Regions from separate parts of the Mus musculus genome. Here region 1 is linked to region 2. Evidence: chromatin contacts called from public Hi-C data. All regions are on one chromosome and are shown on one strand. Each heading gives the region's core, a stretch centred on a gene start, on an enhancer-like site or on the middle of the called end of the contact. The rest is flanking DNA. Distances are from core to core; before and after follow the strand shown. Region 1 holds the start of Abhd6 (abhydrolase domain containing 6). Region 2 overlaps Flnb (filamin, beta).

Region 1 (5,733 bases), core at 2,071-4,570, 100 kb after region 2:
AACTGTGTTAAGAGGTGGTGGAACCATTAAAACAAGATTAATGACTAAGAGGGAGCAGTCCTCTTCTACAGGACTGGGCTTGTTCTAGCAAGAACGACACATTAAGCCAGGTGTGATGTCACATGCCTGTCATCCCAGGACTCCACAGGTGTACGCAGGTTGAGTGAGACAGTCTAAGCTACATGGAAGACTATCTCACCTCCAGGTTGTTACAAACCAATCCTCCCACTGGGTTCTGCTTTCTTCTCACTCTGCTTCTTCCTCCCCATGTTTTCTGCAATGTGTTGAAGCAGTCAGTAGCACACAGCACCTCCCTGACCGGACCTTCCAGCCTTCTGAGCCGAGAGACAAGATGAACCTAGTTTTGTTGTTGGTGGTGGTGGTGGTGATGGTGGAATTGTTTATTTGTTTTGTTTTGTCTTGTATTTGTTTCATTTTCAAGACAGGCTTTTCTCTGTATAACAGCCCTACATTTCCTAGCTATATGTATATAACTAGCTCTGTAGACCAGAACTGGCCTGGAACGCACAGAGATCCACCTGCCTCTGTCTCCTGAATGCTGGGATTAAAGTCAAGCAGCCACCACACCTGGCTCTTGTTTCTTTATAAATCAGCCCAGTATTCTGTTATACCAACAGAACTCAGACTAAGAAAAGCATGAAAGGATGACCAAAATGCCTTCTGCCTTAACTCAGAGTTAAGGAATTAATGGGCTTGTCTTCAGTTTCACTGAGTTTTCTGGGTCTCTGAAATATCTGTATCCAATGGCCAAAAGTCAGTCACAAATTTGAATTGCCACACTAAATCTCTAGCTCAAATCGCCTTGCGTCCCATTGGCTACTTTAGACTTTCCAGTTTGCCCAAGCGTGATATCAACTCAGTCCCTAGGGTACTAGTTTTGCAACACTAAATAAACAAGTCACAGGCAAATCGGAATTAATTGATCATTCTGGCATTAGGGTTAGGTTAGGACGCAGAGGATGGGCAAGCAAGAAGTAGTAGACATAATATTTATTTTACCTAAGAATTTCTTAACATGGATAAATGTAAGAGGTAAATGCTATACTGTCCCTATTGTATAGTAGGGTATAAGCTGGAGCTGAGAGAGAGTAGACAAATTCTCAGAGTGTCCATTGAGTGATCGGCAGAATTGACATGCCAGAGACCAACCAGTGCCCTCATCCTTTGCTTTGCATTGCCCTAAGGAGCTCCTGTGTAAAGGTGGTACAGAGAAAGTCCAGAAACTGTATTTAGAATTAATTCTGGGACTAAAAGCCAATTCTCTACAGAAAGTCAGTGGAAGCTGTTTCCATGGAGACCCACTCACATCCAACCTAGCTGTGTTCAAATGTAGCCGCAATGGTGAGGAGGCGTCGTCACTAAAATGAGGTGCATTTCCAACAGTCCCCCCAGTTTCTCCAATGTCTCCCACAGGTTGTGAATTCAGTGGAGTCTTTACCTCAGCCTGCAGCATGTGTCTCACAAAGCCTCGGAGGTCCTCCAGAGCGCCAGGTTGGTTGACAGGCCCTTATCACCCCTGCAGTGACTTTGGACAAGTTACCCAAAACTGAGGTTCGGTTTCCCTATGGTTAAACAGCAGACTCACAGGCTGCCGCTGAAAGCAAGGGGGTTAATGCACACAAACCGAAACGTTACGCCCAAACTAGGGAAGGAGGAGAAGTTCCGCCAAAGGCTAACTGCTCACCTGCCCTTAACCAGACCAATCTGCTTGGGACCTGGCCTGAAAAGGGCGGAAAGCCGATCACTCTGCTCTCTACCAGCTGCTTTCTTCTAGCTCTCTTCCACAGCACCTCACTGGCTGTGTTTCAGCATCTGTCACCATTCTCACTCTGAGCTCAGCCTGTTCCCTGCCACTTCGGGATCAAGTGGCTCACACACTGGAGCTGTTTCCACTCCCCGTGCAGCCCACTGTGCCGCCAGCTGCAGTGATAGGGTTACTTGTTTGTTTGGCCGCCCACACAGATTGTCCTATGCTGCTTTGTGATTCACTGTCCCCTCTAACCTCAGTTCACAGGAGAGGGAAGTAGGTGTGCTGCTTGCCTGCCTGCCTGCCTGCCTGCCTGCCTGCCTGCCTCCCTCCCTCCCTCCCTCCCTCCCTCCCTCCCTCCCTCCCTCCCTCCCTCTCTCTCTCCCTTCCTTCCTTTCTTCCTTCCTTTTTCTTCCTTCCTTTCTCTTTCTTTCTCAACAGTTTCGTTGTCCTGCAACTCACTCTATAGACTCAAGAGATCCAGCTTGCTCTGTAGACCAGGCTGGCCTCAAACTCAGAGATCCACCTGGCTCTGCCATTGGAGTGCTAGGATTAAAGGTGTGCCCCACCACTGCCCTCATCGGCTTCTTAAAAATCCATCTCTGTGCTGTGCCTCATGTGTGAACTACTGTGCTCCTGTTCTAAGTCCTGAGGGCTCCCCCCCCCCTTTTTAAAATTAGGGATGTTTTTGCTTTTCTTGACTCTGCTCATTCCTACGGATTTTAGAACAATCTTATGTCCCTTGAAAAGTGCTGTTGAAACTAGTGCTGCAGTTACCCCCAGTCTAACTTCAATGCTTTCCTGAGCCCTGGATTCTGGCTGCATCTAGTAACCAGGGGGAGCCCTTTGTTAGAAATCAGAGTCACACCTCAGGGGTTCTAGATCTGCTTGCCTCTCTGCCCTACCTGAAGTGGGACCTTCAAAAGCATAGGCTATTGAAGACCACAGGGATGTTTCTATTTGGCACGATGAGTGGCCTTTTCTCTTGATCTGGTCACTTGAACTAAATTGCGTTATTGGGTACATTTCATTCTATTCTGAACCGCGTTCCCCTTGGAGGACTTTTTCAACCAGGAGCTTTTTTATATGGTGCTGAGAAGTAAGTCAGGATTGAGTTTTGGATTTGCTTTGGATTTCCTAAGCTCTCAGGGCCAAGACCCTGCATAAATCTTTTTGGTGTGATACTCAGTAGTGCCAGGCAAACAGTAGATGCTCAATAAACGAAACAGTACCCCACGTGCTTCGTGGCTTCGCAGGGCAGAGTGGCTATGCCTGCGCCCTAATGACCCCCCCCCCCCAGCACTTTTTGTGAAAGGGATGATTCGGCTTGGCCAATGGGTGCTCGTGCGGAGAGGCGCTCCGGGGAGGGATACTGACTGTATCTCCGGGTTTGATATTTTTTGAACCGGGGATGGGGAGCGTCCCCTGGAGAGCGTCCTCCAAACAAATTCCAGCTGCTGAGACGACGCCTGATGCGGGCTGGGAGGGTTTTTCTGTCGGAGGGCGCGAGCGAGTGCGTTGCGCCTTTAAGGAGTCAAGCCAAGCCCACTGCCGAGAGCGAGAGTGCGCAGGTGCGGGGACCTGGGACTGGAGGGCGGCGAACGGGCAGCAGGACCGCGGTCACTGAGGTAGGTCTGGTGAGCGAGGCAGAAGGAAAGGCGACGGTGGCTACGCTCTTAGGAGAGGGATGGCAGCCTCCCATTCCTACGACCTGACCACCTGCTCCCACTTTCCGAGACCAGTCCCTTCTTCACCCCAGCATCGCAAGGGTGAATGCAGATAAGTCCCAGATACAAACCTCCCTTCGTATTCCATTTTCCCGCTCTCTCTTAAGGTGCAAATCCCGGGTAAAGGCCTGAGACGTCCCCAAGCCGGGTCTCGTCGCCACTGGTTGGCCGCCTGCCAGCCTCCTTAAACCCAGGGATAGAGTGAGAAGTGGAATCTGCATCCTATTTCTCTTCCTCCTCCGGATGCTCCGCGCTTGTAGCAGCCGCGGTGCCTTTCTCCTAGTGCCAGGATGGATTTAGTCCCGCGCTCCCCCCAACTCCTTGCTTCCTACACCACCCTGGAGCAGGGCTACAACTCGCTCTCCTGGTACCAGGGAATCTCGGCACCCTTTTGAGGATTCGTAGTCTCGTTGATTTAAAAAAAAAATGTCAAAGCTTAAAGACCTTGTTTTTGGAGTTTGAGAGAAAACTGGGCAGGCAAGATGTAAATCTCTGTGGCTGATGGTAGAGGAAGAGGAAGACCCTACCTCGTGTCCTTTGAAGTAGGGTCAAAACAGGCGCAGCAATGGGAAGTCTGCAAGCAGCTGTATGGAAGGAGTTCCGAATGTCTGGGAGTGAGTGTTCAGAATGTCAGGGCAAGCGTGCTTAGGATCTGAAGAAGAGGCGGAAAGGGGGGAAGGGGAAAATTGGATTTTTGAAAGAGAGCTCAGAAAAGCGGGTAAACTGAGCAGTGAAGACGTGTAAGCAGCCGCTTTGTGGGGTCTGTATGTACTTATCTCATGAAGGTGATTATTGTACGTACCATTACCTTAGCAGTCTTCAGGCATATCAGCTTTGCTAAGAGGCGGTCTCCTGGCTAGGTGACTGACAAGTCCAGTTGGATCAATTCTTAAAGACCGTGCTTTACCGGGAGGAAACGCGGTCTTTTTCTGGGAATCAACAAAGACCACCTGCCTCTAGCTTCCTCCCCTGCATATGGCACTTGAAATATTAAAGAAAGGCAATTATGACGCTTCCTTTTCTTAAAAAAAGAATGCGTTGCCAGGGATACCAGAGGTGGAACCCAAAACTCATGATGGGAGGGGCCAGTCCATTCTCCAAGTCCTGTCTGGCTGTCTAACACTCCCAAATGACCTAGTCCCAAATGACCTAGTCCCAAATGACCTAGTCTCATGTCACCTCCCCTACCATGACCAGACTTCTGTACTTCCCCTAACATCTCTCTTCTTCCACTAATATCAAATGTGCCTCCTTTCAAGTTGTGCTTCCCAGCTTTTGGCGGAGTCAGGATGCTGGTCTAACTACTTTGACAGCCAGAACTCGTTTTATCATCCCCGAGGCTTTCTGGTCATCCTAGAGATGCAGATTGTGAAATGCTAGCTGCAGGACAGAGCACATGATTCATTCCCGGGTCCACAGATCTAGGGAGAGACCACATCCACGTAGTGGGGCACAATCAGTCAGCTGTGTGTGCAGGGGATAAGTATTTTGAGTTAGGTGCTAGGTGGTTAACAAAAGGAAGTCCTGCTCTAGCTGGGACCTTGAAAACAACCATTGCTTCACTCCCTGCTCAAAAATCCCTTGTGACTGCCCGGCTGCTCCTAGCTGGTATTGAAAAATTGAATGTAATTATAATGGCTAACATAAAGTTAAGTACTGACTTCCTGGCTCTGTCCTAAGCCACTTAAAGAATGTCACTGGAGTTACTGCCCTGATAGTACCACAAGGTGTGTGTCTGGTTGATACAATTCTTAAGGGACAGTTCTCTGAGACTTTCAAAAATGTCCCTTCCCAAGACACTGAGTTTGACCTCAGTGTCACTGAGCCACTGACTTTCTACCTAGTTTTAAGAACTTCCTTTTTTTTTTTAATTTTTACTAATGTATATGGATGGTTTGTCTGCATGTATGTCTGTATATTATGTGTATGCCTGGTACCTAAGGAAGTTATATGCGGGTGTAAGATTCCCATGGAACTGGAGTTACAGATGTTTGTGAGCCACCATGTAGGTGCTGGGAATTGAACCTGGGTTCTTTGCAAGAGCAGCCAGTGCTCTTAACTGTTTAGCCAGGTTTAGCCCCTGTGGCTAACTTCTTATTTATTAATAAGAAGTATTTATTAATACTCTTGTAATATAGGGAATAGAAATATGGCACCTGTGTTCTTGGTACCAGTTAATTTTTCTAAAGTTCACCTTTATGGGTTGGGGAGTAAGGAAGATAGTGTTAGAACGCTCAC
Region 2 (6,224 bases), core at 978-3,477:
GAAGCAGGCATGGCACTAGAATAGAAGCTGAGAGCTTGCACGCTGAACCAGAGGCAGCAGGCAGAGAGAGGGTGAGGCTAACCTGGCGTGGACTTGTGAAACCTCTAAGGCAACCCACAAGGACAAACTTCCTCCAACAAGGCTACACACACCTCCTAATCCTTCCTTAGAAATGAACCTATGAAGGCTATTCTCATTCAAACCACCACAAGGTAGGGTAGCGCTTGTCCTGCACCAGAGCTTGGGGCTCTGAGTGCTCCCTGTAGACGGGCAGCTGATTGAGGGAGTGGTAGGATGCGTCTCTTCACAAGTTTGGCTGGCTGAGGAGCATTGTAACCTGGTAGAAGAGTTGGGATGCACAGCTTGTGTCTCATTCACAGGAGGAGCCCAAAGCCCCAGATTAGGTGAAGGAAAGCGTATCCGGCAGCCATGCTGTGGGGTGTGGTTCATAGTCCTGAGCCCATCAGAGGGCTGTCCCCTGTGCGGAGAAGGGCACATGTTCTGGAAACGAATGCCCATGAACATGCCTTCTTGTGATGAATTTCTGGGACTGCCAGACTAGACGTTTCCAGAAAGGCAACTATTTGTTGTTTGTGTGTGTGTGTGTGTGTGGAGAGGCATGGGTTCATCTAGCCCTAGATTTTTATATGTCCTTCTCAGAATGTAGACCATGTTTTTGAAGAGCTAAAGCCCCCGAGGAACCCAAGTATTGACTGCTGACTTCTGTTCCCTGCTAGTGCTTGAATGGCAGTTTGCACATACTTACCTACAGTGGACAAATGATATGAATGGTTAGAAATGTCTATAATGATACAGTGTTCAGAGCTGGTTTTGCCTCCAAGAAGTAGGCATGATAGGTGGGCTTCAGGATTCTCCCAGAGATTAGAAAAAGGTTGACTTTCTCAGAGAGCCTGGGCTTTGCCCAAGGACATTGCTTGTCTGCAGTCTCCTAGTCTCAAGTGGCCTAGGTTTCTCACCCCAGACCAACTGCTGTGCTATGTCACTAGGTTTAAGCGGTCACATGTACTACCAATGACCTCTGGGAACCCTGTGATCTCACAAGCCTCACAGGATAGTATTCCCTGTGTTGAAATGTCCTCAACAAAGTGGTGGTGTCTCACAGGATTCTAGAGGAGTTACCCAACCCAGTGGGGATGGTGTCTCTCAGAAGTCTCCAAAGCGGAGAGGCCTGCAGAAGGCTCTCTTGCTTGATCTTCTAGGCTGTCAGGTCTGTGTGTTTGTCTTCTTTTGAATAAAGGCTGGGTCTCAGAAGCATGAAGGGAGAAATAGAAAGCTGTTTTGCAGGCAGTTTCATCTTGGTGGAACACACAGTTGCTCACTGCCTTAGACAGTCCTGTGGGAGAAAAGTTTGTTCTTAGCTTAGCCTCAGAAGAAACAGGAAAGGCTTAGGGCTTGGAGCTGTAAGTCTCCACGGCTGCACACACCCACTCCCACTCCTTAAGGTTGTGTAAGGCAGAGTTCATTTCCTAGCTGAGTTTTGTGTTGCTTCTGAGAGTGGAAACGAAGCATACTTTCTTTTATGAGCTGGGCGGGCTTATCTGGAAAGGGACTTTTTTCATTTGCTCTAGCACTTCAGGGAAATGGCCAGAAAAATCTATCAGGGAGGGGAAGGCTTTCTTACCAAGATGCCTGGTTAGCCCTGAAGTTGGTCTCAGGGTTAGCCTAGCACCCAAGGAGTTAAGCGGCTCGTGGGGAAGTGGAGGCTCAGGAGAGCTGGGGGTGTTGGGGATAGTGCAGCGGCAGAAGTTAGCACTAGGGGAGACCTTTCCTGTTCCTTGGCTGGCTCCCAGCTCTGTAGAATTTGACCTATGCACAGTTCAGCATGAAATGTTAGACCCTTAAGGTGGGCCGTTGATTTTGTGCATCATATAAAACTCCTCAAGGACCGGCTCCTCCTCCTCCGTTGATGCAGCCATCCCTCCTCCCCTTGGCTCTCGTTCCCTTCTTTATTTACAAAAGGAATGTGAGAAAATATACATCAGGCCAAAAGCTACACCCTTTTAACACTCGATCGGTGACAGCTTTTAGCAGGGCCTGTGTGCCAGAGAGCCTGCTGGATTGTCTGGGGACTCCTCTCACTCTCCCACACACTTTGTTATTCCTGGACATCGAGGCGAGGACAACACGGATCTGCTGAGATTGCAGTAGGCTTTCGTGGAGCCTTGCTGTGGAGGGGGGTTATGCAGCTGAATGTAGAGAGAGGAAGTCGGTTGTGAGCTGGCTCAGGACCTGTGGACAAAGAACAACAGCTGCAGGGTTGTGCAGCCATCAGGGCTTCCAGCAAGGGCCCTGCCAGGCTTCCAGCACTGCTTTTATTCCTTCAGTGGAATTAGAAGTTATGTCTATGTGCTGATCTAAGAGCGCTCCTGTGAACACCTCCCTTGTGTTGCCCAGTGTCCCGAAACTGAATGCCAAGGCATTGAAGAACTGGTTCTGTTGGTTATAGCCCAGTGGCTGTACCCATCCATGGCTGGGGTTGGCTGTGGCATGTGGTGATGTGCAGTGGCAGAGCAGAAAAGATAAAGGTTTGGGTGCCAAGGGTATGAATCCAGTGTGTTGGGGGCATGTTCCATTGCCCCTCTGAACCAAGTCTTCTTGAAAAATGGGGGAGGCAGCAGTAAGAACTACTTCTTGGATCTATTTTGTGATTTTTTTTTTTTTTTTGATTTGTCGAAGTACACAAAGTTCATAGTACAAGCCTGGTGTTAGTCCCCAGCCTGTTGTCCCTGTCTACGTTTATCTGATTTTTCTATTGTTCTTGCCATGTATTTCAAAAGCTTAGAGAGTATGTTTAAGATGTTTCCTGAAGCCAGTAAGAGGCATACGAGATACAGCTCTGTTGGTAGAACGCTTGCCTGGCATATGTGAAGTCATGGGTTTGCTCCCCCGTGTTGCATTAACTCGGTGTCACAGTACACACACCTATAATCCTGGGAGACTGGAGAATTGAAAGGTAGAGGTTCTCCTCTGCTGCACAGCAAGGTTGAAGGCTCCCTGAAAGATATGAGACCCGAGAAAAGCTAATTAGAATTAGGTTAATGAACTTGAGTTCGCCATGTCCCTGGGGGGAATGAAGGTTCTTGGGGGGCATTAAGAATATTTATTTCTACCCAGAGGCATGCTCCTTTTTCTCTCTCATTCCAGGGCAACATGCAGGTTCTAGTGACTTATGGTGGCGATCCCATTCCTAAAAGTCCTTTCACTGTGGGCGTTGCTGCGCCACTGGATCTGAGCAAGATAAAAATTAATGGACTGGAAAACAGTAAGTGTCGAATGAGGTCAGACGACCAGCAACTGTGACTGCTATTATTAGATTCCCTTCAAAAGATGCAATTTTCAGAGACACTAATTCTGCCTTGGAGAGATGTTGCAGTGGATGGTCTTGGGCCTGAGCGAGAGCTGTGCTCTGACATGCCTGCCACTTACACTCAGCAGGCTTCCTCATTTGTGCAGTGGGGATGGGGTGTTTGGGGGGTCACTTAGACTCATGGAAGTATTATAAAAATTTTAAATGAGGTAATAATGCAGAAACTGGCATGTTGTCAGCTCTGTGAGACTGCCGATGTTACCACAGGAAGTTTTCATTAAGCGAGAGGCTAGAGAATGTTGGCTTTCAGATGAGAGTCATACTGTGCCAACCATCTTGGGCATCTGCATCACATTAAGGTCAATGGCCCTAATAGAAATCAACTCCTGGCTCTTAGAAACCACAGCCTTCTCTTTCTGTCCTTGCCCTTTAGCTTGTTGTATATCTTACCTCATTTTATATTGTTATAAGTACATTGTAACATCGTTAGTTTATATTAGAATTTAAAGGTTAGTTTTGTTTGTTTTTTAAAAGATTTTATTTATTTATTTTATGTATATGAGTACACTGTAGCTGTCTTCAGACACACCAGAAGAAGGCATCAGATCCTATTACAGATGGTTGTGAGCTGCCATGTGGTAGCTGGGAATTGAACTCAGGACCCCCTGAGCCATCTCTCCAGTCCTGTTTGTTTTTGTGATTCTGAGACTAGAGCCCAGGCCTTTCTGCATTCTGGGCAAGCACCCCCTGCCCTTTATGTTTTGTTTGTTTTGTTTTTTTATGGAAAACTCCTAACATAAGAGACTAGCACAGTATGAGTGCAAGCATTCTTCCTTATGCTCACATGGTCTTCAACCCACTTTTTTTCACCAGCAAGGTCTTAACATACATACACCTCCGACCTTTTGACATTGCAGAATGTTGTATGGTATCATCTACAGAGTTCATGTTTGAGAACCACACAGTTGAAGGGCTTGGGGGTGGTTATTGTTTCAAGTGATATTCTCTGCATCGGTGGCTGTCCTAGGCAGAGTGTGGCTCCATGTAACCCCAGAGTTGCAGGCTGGAGATGCTGATTCCTCTTTCTACAGTTAACCACAGTTCTGAGAACTGACTGATGAGTTTTACAGCATCTTTGCGTTTTAAATAAGGTCTTGCATGTTACTTCCATCCCTCCTCCTGCATCTACACATACAGATGCCAGAGAAATCACCTGGCAGTATTTATTTTCATTGAAGTTGTACTGCTTTGCCTATCGTCCATGGCTTGTGCTACCTTTTAAGGTTACATTTTGAACATTTGACTCCAAAAGCAGGAAGAACTTGGTGCCTCTTAGGGAAAGCCTCTGTCCTGTTGGGACACAGAGGTGTGGACAGTTGTGATGGCTTCAGCAGCCTTCTCCATGTCCCCAGGAGTTGAGATTTGACTGCGTTGTGGCAGCATCTTAGATTCCCTGTGCTTTTGTTTTGGCTAAAACCCTTTCCCTGTTTTTGTTAAAATAACACCTGGCTTTCCTGCAGCCTTGTCTTACAGACTGTTTAAAGATTTAGTTTTATTACTTTTAAATTTGATTTTGCTTACATGTCGGGAGAGAGGGTTGCATGCACCTGAGAGCAGCTGCCTGTAGAGACCGTAAAAGACTGTCCATCTCCTGGAGCTGTCATTATAGGCAGCTATGGGATTGCTCATGTGGATGCTGGGAACTGAAGTCCAGTTTCTGCAAGAGCAGTATGTGCTTAACCACTGGGTCATCTCTCTAACCCTAACCTTGTAAATATGCAGGATCTTGCTGTGTGACCCAGAAACCATTTAAAAGACATCAAAGTTACTTCTCAGAATTTGCCAGCTGTGTGACTTCTCCCTTCTTGTGGGTTGGGGTGGCAATAGGATTGAACTTTCTGCAGGAGTTAGTAAATAAAACATTGACTTAAATTAAGGATGTATTTACATATAAGATTATCACCTCAAGGAAATGAGGAAGCAGGCAGAGTTGGACTATACTGTAACTATAATCTTTCAAATCTGATTGTGGGATTAGAAAATTTATGCTTGAATGACAGCTTTGTGATCTGTTAGATACGTTGTCCCAGACAATTTACTTAACCTCTCAGGGCCTCAGTTTCCCCATCTGTAAAGGCCACTGTTGTTCACTAACAGCCCATAGAGTTCTTATGTCAGTTGAAGGAGACAATGTACAGTATTTGTGACTGGCATACAAATTGTTTAGTAAACAATTCAGTGTTAATGAGACATTGCAGTGTATAAATGCCATTGTGTTAGTCCTGCTTCTGGACTTTTGAGTCAGCTGTTACTTACTGAGGGAAACACCCTATGTCCACCGGGCCATCTTGACCTTGCTCTCTCTTTTCCTTGTTGCTGTCAGCTCATCACTTTAGCTTGTCTCCCTTTCTACAGGAGTTGAGGTTGGAAAGGACCAGGAATTTGCCATTGACACCAACGGGGCAGGAGGCCAGGGGAAGCTGGATGTGACCATCCTGAGCCCTTCTCGGAAGGTGGTGCCATGCTTGGTAGCACCAGTGGCTGGCAGGGAATGCAGCACAGCCAAATTCATCCCTCGGGAGGAGGGGCTGTTTGCTGTAGATGTGACCTATGATGGACACCCAGTGCCCGGGAGCCCCTATACTGTGGAGGCCTCACTACCACCAGATCCCACCAAGGTCGGTTTGGGGTTGCTTTCTTGTTGCCATTATGGTTTGGAGTTCTCTGGTCCTACCTAGGAAAGATACACGGAAAGTCTCTGTGGTGAATATGAGCTCTCAGTGGCTGACTGATATTCTGCAATTCAGTGTGCCAGGTTCTCTCAACAGTTGAGCCACCCTCTGTTCATGTTTGCTGTCTGTTTGCAATTCGGTGAGAGACCTTTCCTTTATTGGCT

What was found. A called contact is a pair of places that touch in the nucleus more often than the background predicts.
Region 1: a Hi-C map of nephron progenitors shows a contact between it and region 2, with 2.7 times the contacts expected there. The contact joins the promoter of Abhd6 here to the enhancer-like site in region 2. A contact is called at or near these places in 1 of 39 promoter capture datasets (macrophages), 1 of 484 Hi-C or Micro-C datasets (nephron progenitors) and 3 of 9 other capture datasets (adipose tissue, liver and pancreatic islet).

What each region holds. Positions count from the first base shown.
Region 1 is chr14:7,999,568-8,005,300 of GRCm38.p6, forward strand. It overlaps Abhd6 (abhydrolase domain containing 6), which reads left to right and starts at 3,321. Exons shown (of 9, transcript NM_025341.4): 1 at 3,321-3,396. It overlaps Gm30244 (predicted gene, 30244), which reads right to left and starts at 4,487. Exons shown (of 2, transcript NR_168596.1): 1 at 4,298-4,487; 2 at 3,925-4,147.
Region 2 is chr14:7,898,719-7,904,942 of GRCm38.p6, forward strand. Flnb (filamin, beta) reads left to right here. Exons shown (of 46, transcript NM_134080.1): 19 at 3,166-3,283; 20 at 5,744-6,006. Among named protein-coding and RNA genes, the nearest start is that of Gm45521, 55 kb to the right of the region's middle. Within about 2 kb of position 2,228, at least 97 of the 459 cell types and tissues checked have an H3K27ac peak or open chromatin away from gene starts, as enhancers often do. A contact at or near this core is called in adipose tissue, nephron progenitors and pancreatic islet, where this site is marked.